Linked DNA regions of Rattus norvegicus: region 2 is linked to region 1. The links are chromatin contacts, called in public Hi-C maps. All regions are on one chromosome and are shown on one strand. The core of a region is the stretch at or near the end of the contact, and the rest is flanking DNA. Distances in the headings are between cores, read along the strand shown. Region 1 overlaps Cers6 (ceramide synthase 6). Region 2 overlaps Cers6 (ceramide synthase 6).

Region 1 (6,580 bases), core at 1,662-4,161:
TCAGCTTACTGAAAGAGAGAGAACAAAAGATTTTCTCTATTAATTTTTAAAACGAATAAATGTAAGTTGTTAAAGCACTTACAGAAGATTAGGGCCACTTCCCAATTAAATTTGCTAATTTGGATCTGATAGAAATGTCAACAGTGCCTGTCAGAATAACGAGGAACTTTCAAAAATAAAAGCCTTGTTTCTCAGACAAAATTTGCTTTGTGAAGATGAGCTTTCACTGTAAACCCCTTGTTCTGGGGACAAAAAAAAAGTTCGTTTTATCTCTGCCGGTGCCCACAGTTGCAGCCATAGCAGAGGATCAATTTCCATTACATTCAAACCTACACAAAGGGGAGAGGCGGGACAACAGCCTTGCTTTACTTGTAGGCTTCGGAAGGTCTTAGGCACAGCCAAATACCTCTATAAAAGCCATGCAGTCCTCACACCTGTCACTCACATCCTGTCATCCCCACACATTTCTTTGAGCAGGCACTGAATTTGATCCAAATAACCATGTTTTTAAAACTGTCCATTTGGATTTTATCAGGACAGGGAGGAAAATTTCCATTCTCCCATTGATTACTGCCGGAAATGATAGTGTGTGTGTGTAGACACAAGCCTGGCTCACAGAATATTAGGCTTTATTTAGGTTGACGATGTTTTCCAAAGCATCTTCTGCAGGAGGAATCACATAAGGGCATGGCCTCCACTATCGGCCTTCAGGTTAGTGCTTCGTTCCAAGGGACAGAAGCACCCCTTTCCTCAGGAATGACCTAAACCACCTGCAACGTCACTTTACCTCTTGACAGAATCGCCCATCCTCAAGAGCTCCCTCTGTGTTCCCCAACATTTCCCAGAGCCTCCACCATCTTACCTTGTTATGGTCCCTCACATGTTATCAGAACAAGAAAAAAGGAACCCATGTGGTCTTGACCCAAATTCCAGTAGAAAAACTCGAAAATGAAAGAACTCAAGGATAAGTCATCCATTTTAATGGCAAAACTTAGTAAGGCTGAGTCCCCAACTGTTAAAAACAAACAAAACGAAAAAGAACCAGCACCTTTACTTCTTCTCTACGGGAATTTTATACACAACAAAGTATTAGCACAACCAAGCCGAAGAGATAATCACTCACCAAGACACACATGCCAGATTCTAGATAACACAGAATCTCCATGTTTGCTATGTTAGAGTCTTTGAAAGGATACCTTCTACCTTGTAAAGGGACCACAAATTCATCTCAAAGTACCTGCCTTTATTAAGACAACCATAAAAAGCTACATCACACCCACATACTCTGTGTGCAAGGAATTTTTCCTTAAATTTTCATTTGGGATTAATTGAATAAAAATTATTAAGCTACCTCATAAAAGGCATAAGGCTTCTGAGGTTCTAACTGAGGGCTGGGACAGGCATTCACAGACAGCGAAGATCATAAATAATTCTAAAAACCAAGACAGTGGAAAAGTCTTTGTTCAGATGCGAAGAAAATGTATTAGCTGTCTTGAATTTAATAAAGCTAATACATACAATTAATAACTTATAATTTTGCTCAAAGAATAGACATTAGGCACTTACAGATTTCGAAGGCTCCAGGAAACAGGACAACAGCAGAGTTTGCAACTAACTGACATCATCTTATGATTCCTCTCCTACCTCTGTTTCCCTCTCTTCTTCCTTCCTCTCCCTGCTCTTCCTCCTCCTCTTCCATTCCTTCAAGGCTTACAAGTTATTCCACTTCAAAGCAGAGATAGAGAAACTGCCATAACTGTGCTTATAAATAAAGTTTTATTGAAACACTCCTGTACCCACTTTGTTTCCTTTCTGTCTTAGGTGACTTTCTTGCTCAAGTAGCACAGTTGAAACACTGCAACAGAGAGCACCCACAACTCTACAACACTACCAGGTCCTTACAGAAAAGTTTGATGACCCTTGTTTTAGAATCATACCAAAGGATGTCATGTGAGAAACTCAGTTATACAACGTAGTAGATGCATGGTCCCTGCCTTACTTTCTTCTGGCAAAGAATATGTTAAGAGATTAATTTTCACAGCTATTCTGAAACAATCCAAACCAATTTAATATTGTTCTTGAAATACATATAAACCATAAGGAGTTTTGAAAGGTACCCTCATCAAAAATCTCATGATCGATTATAATAACTACAAACTTCTAGCTAATTGAAGGGTTGGCAATAGCTTCTCTAGCTTCTGAAAGCCGGGGCTGTGTGTCCAGATTGACCAGTATTATCTCTGTTGCTAGAAGCACCATTATTTTATGGCTTCTGAAAACAGATATAAATGAAGCAGGGAATTGCTGTGTAAGCACTGTTCACCCGATCTTTCTCCTGGACAACATTTATGGTGCCCTTTCAAGATTGAGAACTCATAATCTTGTCTACTGTGAATTAGTTAATATTTAATCTTTAATTGATTTTTTATTACATTTGAAAGGAGCACAGTAAAATGTTATTTGCGCAACAGAAACAGTGTGATAGTTACCAATCACTTCTGGTGGGGGTAGCCAGAACATGGTGCTTAATTAGCAGTGCCCTGGCCTAGTCTTCAATCTCCCACCTCACTTCATCCAAGCAAGTTCCCAAACCTACTCTGATTGTAAATGACATCAGTGTGTTTAATTGAACACACATATGCCACTTTTCTCACAAGTTGTCAACATGCAACTACCTGGTTCTTACCCTTGAACTGGCCATATTAGTTTGCATGAATTTTGATGAGAAAAAGTCACTTCTAATGTATTAAGAATGTAGTTTTTGTAAGCCTGAAGAACTCCATTAGTTCACAGATGAATCTCCTCCATGTTCTGCAGAGGTCCCTAGGGAGAAACCCCACCATAGGAGCTCAGTCACTAAAGCCCATCTAACCTGAAAGCATCCAACACCATCAGTAGGGGGCAGCTTGTGCTCAACAAAGATCAGAGCTACTTGATGGGATTCTAGCCAGCACCTTTCTATGTACTGCCGAGCTCTTGAGGCCCAGATGACAATGAGCAATCAGAGACTCAATTTTGTGCTTCACAGAGAGGATGGAGAACATCTCCTCCAGGCTAAACAGTTGGGGATGGTGCTGTAAGCTGTTGGGCAGAGTTCAGGGGAGCTCTTACCGTTAGCAACTATATTTTCTTACTCCTCTTCCTTCAGCCCTCCCAGTGCCTGTCTTTACACCCTGAATTCTAGCTGAGGCATTTACCCAAAGTGTCTCTTTCCTCTGGGGTAGACAGTATGTGTTTCTCCTCTTTCTAAACCCCACTTTTGCACTGACTACCTAGTAAACACCTAAGTACCTTCTAATTTGCCTACTAATTTCCATGTGCAGAGGCTCCGAGGCTGTGATTTCTTCCTGATGGCAGCTGCGTAAGGCAAAACTACTCAGAGCTCTCTTTTCAGAGCTGAGGAACCCAGATACCAAGCTCTCCAAAGTCACATTGTGATAATGGGGAGAGCCAGATCTAAAGCCAGTTCTGTGCAGTCTGGAGTTCAGGTTAGTGAATATCCTACCCATAGCTTCTTAGGGACAAATATAAGGGGAATGGTGACTGTGAAGAGGCAGTGGGGATGGTTAAGAGAACCCATCAGATGAGGGACAAACAGAACAAGAACTGGCCCTGGGAGATGACAAGGGCATTGTGAGAGCCCTTGCAAAGAATGGCCTTGGGTGAGAGGCATGGTGCTTCCATGGAGGTTAAAACCTCAAGAACACACTTGTTGGTATTTATAAAGATGGGGGCTGAAGGCGGTCATGATTCCAGAAGGATAGTTAGAGCTACAATGGGCCAAGTGGAGATTTTTCTAGGCTCTCTAGAATAACTTGAGAGGAATTCCCTCAGAAGACCAAATAAAAACTTCCCCATTGAAGAGAATATCGTAAGGAATGGAAGATACCACCCCCTCCCAGAGGCAGACCTCTAGTTGAGGCCGTAGAACTTAGGAAATATAATCATGGATGAATAGCACTGCTTGGGTCCAGAGGTGTGGGTCCTTGTGAAATATAGCAACACATAAGTTCTTGTCACCTTCCTCTATCTATGCAGATGAGTCTTTCCACTGGCCTGACATCTGACTCAAAGACCAAAAGAAAAGCTTCATCTTTAAAAAGGCATGTAGAGCTGCTTTCCCACCCAGGGCAGATCAGCGAGCTCAATACCCTCCCATACACTACAGCATGTTTGCCTCCTAGGAGGTCAGCAGTAACCAGGGACAAAGCCTGCCTCCTAGGAGGTCCACAGTAACCAGAAAACATGAAGCCTGCTCTAACCAGAAACACAGGTGGACAGCACTGCCTGTCTTCCAGGAGACTGGCTCTAACCCAGGTCACAAAGCTCTACCTGCCTCCAAGGAGGCCGTCCAGAAAATCATGGACAGATGTCATCTAAACCCTAAGAGAATACAAATGCCAGTCTAGGATACTATACCCAGCAAAACTCTCAATCATCATAGATGGAGAAACCAAGATATTCCATGAAAGGAGCAAATTTAAACAATATCTTTCTACTAATCCAGCCCTACACAGGATACTAGAAGGAAATCTCCAACACAAGGAGGGTAACTATATGCAAGAAAACACAAGAAATTAAACATTTCACAACAAACCCAAAAGAAGAGAATCACTCACACACATAATATACTACTTCTAGCAACGAAAGTAACAGGAACGAACAATCATTTGTCTTTAATATCTCTCCATATTAATGGATTCAATTCACCTCTAAAACGGCATAAACTAACAGACTGATCCAACATTTTGCTGCATACAAAAAACACACCTCAATAACAAAGACCAACACTACCTCAGAGTAAAAGGCTGGAAAAAGGTCACCCAAGCAAATGGCCCCAAGAAACAAGTTAGAGTTGCCATTCTAATATCTGATAAAATAAACTTTCAACCAAAAGTTATCGAATAAGATAGGGAAGGACACTTCATATTCATCAAAGGAAAAATCCACCACAAGAAAGTTTCAATTTTGAACATCTGTGCCCCAAATGCAAGGGCACCCACATTTGTAAAACAAACTTTACTGAACTTCAAAACACACATTGAACTTCACACATTAATAGTGGGAGGCTTCAAACCCCCATTCTTACCAATAGACAGGCCATTGGAACAGAAACTAAATAGAGATACAGTGAAACTAACAGAAGTTATGAAGCAAATGGATTTAACAGATATCTATAGAACATTTCACCTCAAAACAAAAGAATATACCTTCTTCTCATGGAACTTTCTCCAAAACTGACCATATAATTGGACACAAAACAAGACTCAACAATACAGGAAGACTGAAATTATCCCATGCATTCTATCAGATCACCATGGACTAAGGTTGAACTTCATAACAACAAAAACAACAGAAAGTCCACATACACACGGAAGCTGAGCAATTATCTGATCAATGATAACTTGGTCAGGGAAGAAATAAAGAAAAAAATTAAAGACTTTTTAGAATTCAACAAAAATGAAGGCACAACATTCCCAAACTTATGAGACACAATGAAAGCAGTCTTAAGAGGAAAATTCATAGCACTAAGTGCTTTCATAAAGAAACCGGAGAGATCCCATACAAGCAACAAACCTCAAGGCTCTAGAACAGAAAAAGCAAACATACCCAAGAGGAGTAGAGGGCAGGAAATCATCAAACTCAGGGCTGAAATCGACCAGTTGGAAACAAAGAATAAGCAAAAACAAGAGCTGGTTCTTTGAGAAAATCAACAAGATAGATAAACCCTTAGCCAAATTAACTAAAAGGCACAGAGACAGTATCCAAATTAATAATTCAGAAATGAAAAGGAAGACATAATAACAGAAACTGAGGAAATTCAAAAAATCACCAAAACCTACTACAAAAGCCTATACTCAACAAAACTGGAAAATCTAGATGAAATGAATGATTTTCTAGACAGATTCCACATACCAAAGTTAAATCAAAATCAAGTAAACTATCTAAACAGTTCCTATGACCCCTAAGGAAATAAAAATAATCATTAACACCCCCCCCCCACACAAAGTCTACTGTCAGAGGATTCTACCGGACCTTCAAGGAAGAGCTAATACCAGTACTCTTCAAACTATTCCACAAAATAGAAACAGAAGGAACACTACCAATTCTTCTATGAAGCCACAGTTACTCTGATACATAAACCACACAAAGACTGAACAGAGAAAGAGAGAGGACTTCAGGAAAATTTCAGTTATGAATATCAGTGCAAAAATATTCAATAAAATCTCCCAAACCAAATCCAAGAACATATCAAACAATCATTCACCAAGATCAGGGAGGCTTAATTCCAGGAATGCAGAGATAGTTCAATATATGAAAATCTATCAATGTAATACACTATTATAAACAACCTTAAGAAAAGAAGTCACATAATCATCTAATTACATGTTGAAAAGCCTTCTACAAAATACAAAAGCAACCTACAGATTCAATGAAATTCTCATCAAAATTCCAACACAATTCTTCACAGACAAGGAATGAGCAATTCTCAATTTCATATGGAAAAACAAAAAACCCAGGATAGTCAAAAAACTTCTGGAGGAATGACCATCCCTGACCTCAAACTATACTACAGAGC
Region 2 (6,500 bases), core at 2,099-4,598, 41 kb before region 1:
GAGGACGAGGAGTTCTTGTGTGAGGCTCTTTCTTACTGCATGGACTGTCTAGACACAGATGGTTTGAAGGAGCCCACCCACCCAATTCCCTAGAGGTAAGCAGATGTACCATTGACCACTTAGAGCTTGACTGGGGTATGTTATTTTAATAGATTTTAGTGAATCATAAGACTATAATTCGCTTTGCTTTACGGTGACTTATCTTTTACAGACACATTTATCTTAAATTTGATTTTGATTAAAACACATAGAATGTGGTGGCAGAATGCATAGACTCCTGTAGAAGAGTTCATAGACTCCTGTAGAGGAGTTCATAACTTCTTTGCTGTTGAGCAGAGAATCCACAGGGCAATCTTATTTTAACAAAACAAGGCTGTTTTCTTTTGCATCTGGGATACCAACACAACTGAAAGCGCTCTGCTTTCTCCCTTCAGTTCAGGATTCTGGAGGACTTGATAGAAATTGCCATTGACATCTCATCTCGAAGAACCACCTCTGACACACAAATGAAATGTTTATACTATAATGAAATATATATCATATATATTTCATTCATGTTGTGACTTCATAGTACGAATTTATTCTCTTTTATCTGTATCACATCTACTTACATTGACATTCACATATTTGTTCAGTACCACCTATCTATAGTGTTTTTTAAATACTCCTGTGACATAAGTGATAGAAGACAGCCCAGGAGGTCTTCCGGTACAAATGGGTTGTGGGGAGACTTGGTTTTCAGTGCTGGTTGGACCAGGACTTCCTGCTGCCAAGCAGGGACTCTTGCTGAGTTATGTCCCAGTGCCGGGTGGTGTTTCACCAGAAGGGTGAAACTGAGGCTCCTAGCTGAGGACAGCATCCTCTGCAACAGCGCTTCCCTTTCCCACCAAGGAGTTATAGGTGGGCTTTGTGTTTCTGGAATAATCTCTCCTGAGAACCATAAAATAATTAGGCCCACGATGAGCATCTGAAGAGTGCCAAAATTTCTTCTCTAGAGGCAGAGTCAGGGCTTGGTCCCTGAGTGCCACATGCCATCTGAAAGGGGAGATGTCCCCTCAGTCAACATTAGGTTTCTCTACTTCAGCCTGGTCTTGACATCGGGAGTCAAGACAGAACTCAGTGTGGTCATGCTATGTTTTTCTCTGGCACAAATGTCCATGAGATATCTAAATGAAAAATACATTCAACCAAAATTTAATCACCTAACTAGCATGTTATGCCAGGTACGGTGGATGCCAACAAGCAGGCATTCAAGATTATACTGAACAAAATCTACGGGTGCTTAACATCTGCAGGCCAGAGACTGAATTCACTGTTTCGAGACTGGCCGACTGTGTCTGCCTCTCTGTCCCTTGCTCCCTTTCTCCCACCCATAACAACTCCAGGCCTAAACTATATCTTAGTTGGACTGGCCATTCGACACTTCAACAGGACTGAAGGGTACGTGTGTGTTTTCTCCCCTTCTATAGGGCAGCCCACTCACACTTGGACTTCCACACTGCTGGTGTCATCAGCAAGTGCTGTCTTGGGAGGGTAGCTTGGGGGTCCGACGACTGATCACATTTGAATAACTGTGCCCTTGCCTATCAGTCTGCGGCAAACATGGATGTGATTTCTTTATCCCTGGCAGGAATCTGAGCTTGAATCCTGGCCAACTGCTTCTCTGTCTTTGGAAATAGATGTACCGGCTCTATCCTGCCATTGTTACAGATGAGACATTCAGTCAAATACACCTTACTTTAGTCCTAACCTGGCTGGACTTCCTGGCTGGAGCAGGGGTTCTTCTCAACCCACTCTCCTCCCTATGTTCCTCATCGCCATACCCGAGTCCTCTTAGCCATGCTGGGTGTTTCACAGCATGATTGAGGCAGGCCTGTCTTCACCCCTGCCTGTGTGATGTGATGTTGCTTCCCTGTTGGTAAAGGTGACTTTTGCTCTGCTCCTTATTAACAGTCCTTCATGGAGCAATTACTATTGCTAAAAGCGTCAAATATGTCACACACATTATTTGATCTTGCTAGGTGTAAGAGTCAACGGTCACTGAAACCAGGCTCAAGCAGTGCACATTGTGCAAAAGGTTTCAGGGTAAATCCTCATCTCCCCCAATCCCCCAGTGGGTACTCTTATCTCTATTTTTCAGACAGGACACTGAAGCACAGAGAATGTAAATAACATGGCCACAGTTGGGGTTGGGAGGTGGAGAGAGCTGAGACATGGGCGGCCTGGGGTACTGCGCTAGGCCCCCAGGCACCTCGTGCTCCTTGGCTCTCCTAGCTGCATGTTAGCCTCTTACCCATGTTTATGCTCAGAGCCAAGACATCGCCATCCGACAGCAGAGACAGTGCCCCATGGGCCTCTTGCTTGGCACACAGGCAGAACATCCCCTCTGTCTGTTACTGCTTGCTCTGGTTTCCGGAGACAGGCCTTAGTCTCATCCCCTGGTTTCTAATAGCCATGTTCCAGTTTGTTCCTGCCTAAATGGCCGAAGTGGGTTTAGTTTAATTGATTCCCCCACCTTGGCCCATTCCTTTAACCTTTAAATCCCCAAATAATTATCTCTCCTACTGACAATCAAGTAATGCCTTTCGCTACCACCTTGACATAGATATGAAATATTAACGATGTAAAAATCAAAGACTTCTTTCTAAGCTCAGCTCATAAAACAGGCATGTGAGCCCCCTGCTGCTTTCTTTGATTTTCTCTTTGGAAGGGTGGAGGCCCGTGCACATCTCCAATACCCTCGACTTCAAGATAAAAGCATTTAAGGCCAACTCTTGGAGCAATGGGGGAAGCTAAGAGAAAGCAACTTCAGGGACCGCTCCTTCACTCTTCTTCCTTAGACAGGGTCTTTCCATGTAGTTCGGGCAGACCCTAAACTGACGGTGTGAGTCTTGCAGGTACTACGTTGTCCCTAGCATGGGGCCTCACTGAGAGCTGGATGTAAGGTGTCCTGGCCCTCTCAAGGAGGGAAATGCTTTCTAGTCACTGTGCGAACTACATGTTGACCACCCCTGTTTTGTATTTCTGGAATCCAATCTCAGAGATCAATTTTCTTCTTGGACCCTAACATTATATACAAAAAGTTTCAGGGTTTAAAGCATTCTGAACTTTTAGATTAGAGAGGTTTGGCCGTAAAGTTTATGCAAATGTAAAGAGATCTGAAACATCTAAGTCACTAACAGTTTGGATAAGGGCTACTCAGTCATCAGTAGGCTGATGTAAAAATCACTAAAAATTCCAAACACGGGGCACATGTGACTCATGCATTACGTGTGGGTGTATGTATCCTCTAGTGTGTACTTGATATCTGACCTGCGAAGACCCAAGCTTACTCAACAGCAATGCTGACAGATAAGATTGAGCACCGTCCTTTGCTCCTTCTTGCCTCATATCATATCTCCTTGGCTCTGAGACTCTGACCCTTGATACTTCCGGTTTCTTGGCTCTATCTATCACATGGTCTTTCCGGTGTTTCACTTGGCAGCACCCACACAAAAACTCTGACCTGTCTTGTGATCCCTTGCTCTAGTGTGTCCATTGTGACACTGCCTGGCTTCCCAGAACACCACCCAAGGGAGGTAGTATGGGCACACATCTGCAGGTCCTGTGGTCAGGAAAGACAGAGCTTTAATCTGGGCTATATAAATAGTTGTAGGCAGCGTTCTCTCTCTCTCTCTCTCTCTCTCTCTCTCTCTCTCTTTCTCTCTCTCTCTCTCCTCGCTGACATTTCCTCTGTTTTTATTTAAGATTTCAAGGATATGATTTTATATTTTATCTTAGAGAAATGTCTCGGAAAATCTTGGAAGTGCTGCCACCAAGATTAACTGTCCTCAGGCCCGCCATATTGAGGGTGTTCTGTACCTGAGAGGCTTTATCCCTTTCCCCTTGGCAAGAGAAAGACAGTAAACATTTTTTTTTTTTTAAACAAAGACTTAACCCTTCAGAATAAGTCAGAATTTACTAAACTAGATTGTGAGATGCTCAAAAACCTAGAGGAAAACCTAACCAAACCCCCAAAACTCTAGAATTATAAATACAGAGATTTTGATATGACAAAATGCTCTTTTTCAAAATGTTGTTTTTCTTTGGATCAAAACAACCCAAGAAAACCTGCATTGAATAATAGCAGAGCAATTGACGAGCAAAGACAGTATTCTGGAAAAAAAATAACTGCAATAGTGTTAACTATTGGAATAATTGCTACAGAGTGTAACAGGCGTGCTTTGAGTGTGGGCAGATGTGGGCTTACTCAGAAAAGAGCTGACAGTTTGCACATTACGTCTCAAGTAGAAGTCAAAACACTGTGTTCCGGGCTTGGATCTTGTGCTTGCCAGTTGGGTGCCTTACTATTCTTTTATAAACTTCAGTTTTCATGTCTGCAAAGCAAAGGCCTGAGCTAATGCGACTACTAAAGGCTTCTGAAGCAGAGGCATAAGAAGCTTCGTGACTCTTCCTCCTTCCAGGTTTACCTAAAATTCCCCATGGTCCGACTGCTTCCTTCAAGCAAAAATTCCCCAATGGACAGATGCATTGTTCTCGGGTGACTCTCAAAACTTTGAACTCAGCCTAAGGAAGCAGAAGCTTTGTTCTCCATGAGTAAAAGTAAGAAAAAAAAAATACAAAGAAGGAAAGTACGAAGTTGCATTTAGCAGGAACTCACGAAGCACTCAAGAGCTTGAACAAATGTTCTATTTGCAAGAGCAAAGCTTTTCCTACTCCTGGCTTCATGACACTCTGACACAGACTGGCTTTCTGCAGAAGGTTGTTGAAGCAGACCACGAGAGCTACAGGGATCCCTAGCAAGCCCCCAGCTTAACTGGGGTGCAATTGCTAGTCTCACCGGGCTCCTAATCGGCATATCTCCAGCTTTCACACTAACAAGGCAGAGCAATGCAGAAGGCTTACCAGCAGGAGCTGGCCCTAGAACCCAGATCCATAGTCCTCTCCTCATACTGCTGTGCAGCCTAACAAAACTAGAAGTTATCAACAGTAGATGTTCTTGATGTTACTGTATCCAACTTTAAATCTGTGTGTGAGACTGTGACACTGCATACGTAACTTGGTACCACAGGACACACCCTGTCATAATTCAGTCCACCTACAAATCTATTTCCGAGCCATCCTACATGCTTTGTTTTGCACAAGCCAAACCTCCCATAAAGAGATGCCAAGTGGCATTTCCATGCTGAATACGGGCTTGTGGATCCCTGTTGAGCTGTTCACAGATCCTCATAGATACTTTTGTTCTTCTGGCCAGTGCAAGCCCTTGCTTATATTTAAGACATTCTACCCCAATATTAATGTGCTTGTCTGGTGTTCCTACACTTGTATGTAAACTCTTGAGTATTGGTGCCTTAATGGACGGTATAATCCTTCTCAAGAATTCAGTGACACTCGTGGGCAAACAGGTGAGCCAATGGTTACATTAATTTGAAGTGATGTAGTTTTTGCATAATAGCCAACATATTGGTCATGAGAAACGATCTTAAGAATACTGATTGTATTTCACAGTTTGAGTTGCAATACAAGTATTTAGACACACAACATATGTGTAAATTCCATTTGCTCTCTTGCCCCGGATCCTCTGATATCCACACCAAGAGCCTAGACTTAAGAGCTACAACAGGTGGTCTACATTTTCTTTTAAAAGAGTCTTCTTGATTAACTGGTAAATATAGATATGACTTTGAAGTGTATATATCATAGCTTCTCAAATTGTCAGTCATGACAACAGTGTTTGAAGGCTTGTAACTGAATGTGAAAAGACAAAAAACAAAACAAAGACAAAAAAAAAAAAAAACCAAAAAGCAAGTGTGTAATGAATACAAGATCTTTCTGTCTGTGTTTGCCTGGGTTCCATCACATGACTCTACTGTAGCTTTGGTTTTGAGCTCACAGGTCACCACATGCCACATGTACACAGTGCTACAGAACACTGCTGCAGCTCCCCAGCCCAGACTGCAGACTACTGTACACCATCAACTGCAGTGATCTCTCTGTGCAAAGAAGGCCTTTGTGAATAGAAACATAGTGATTCAATTACAGAAAACAAAAGCTTTTAATATTGGGCTACTGTCATTCTTCAGCATGTCAATATCAAATTTATACTGGATTGCACTGCATCAGAATGTCTCACTTTACTTTATTACTTAAGATTTAGTTTATGTGTATGAGTGTTGTGCATGCATGTATGTATGTACACCATGGTGCCCATGGAGGTTATAAGACGGTGGACATCAGAGTGCCTGGATCTGGTGTTATATGTAGTTGGTGAGCTGTCATGTAGGTGTTGTAGATTGAATCTGGGTCCTTGCAAAAGCAAGTTCTTTTAACTTAAGCCAATCTCACAGGCCTGATAGGTTTGATTTTAAAAGTTGCAGGTTGACTTGCTGATTTGAGCTTCATTGAAAACAAAATTTAAATGGTTTTGTTTGGGGATAAGAACAGAATTATTCTGCCATTTTTATACTGCACATTGATGCTAAGTGGTGTTTTACCAT

Evidence for each region. A called contact is a pair of places that touch in the nucleus more often than the background predicts.
Region 2: a Hi-C map of liver shows a contact between it and region 1, with 7 times the contacts expected there. The contact joins two enhancer-like sites. A contact is called at or near these places in 3 of 12 Hi-C or Micro-C datasets (hepatocytes, kidney and liver).

The regions. Positions count from the first base shown.
Region 1 is chr3:74,225,237-74,231,816 of GRCr8, reverse strand. The region is part of intron 6 of Cers6 (ceramide synthase 6); the gene reads right to left. Among named protein-coding and RNA genes, the nearest start is that of Nostrin, 84 kb to the left of the region's middle. Within about 2 kb of position 2,911, at least 2 of the 93 cell types and tissues checked have an H3K27ac peak or open chromatin away from gene starts, as enhancers often do. A contact at or near this core is called in liver, where this site is marked.
Region 2 is chr3:74,266,734-74,273,233 of GRCr8, reverse strand. All of the region lies in intron 8 of Cers6 (ceramide synthase 6), which reads right to left. Among named protein-coding and RNA genes, the nearest start is that of Nostrin, 43 kb to the left of the region's middle. Within about 2 kb of position 3,348, at least 11 of the 93 cell types and tissues checked have an H3K27ac peak or open chromatin away from gene starts, as enhancers often do. A contact at or near this core is called in liver, where this site is marked.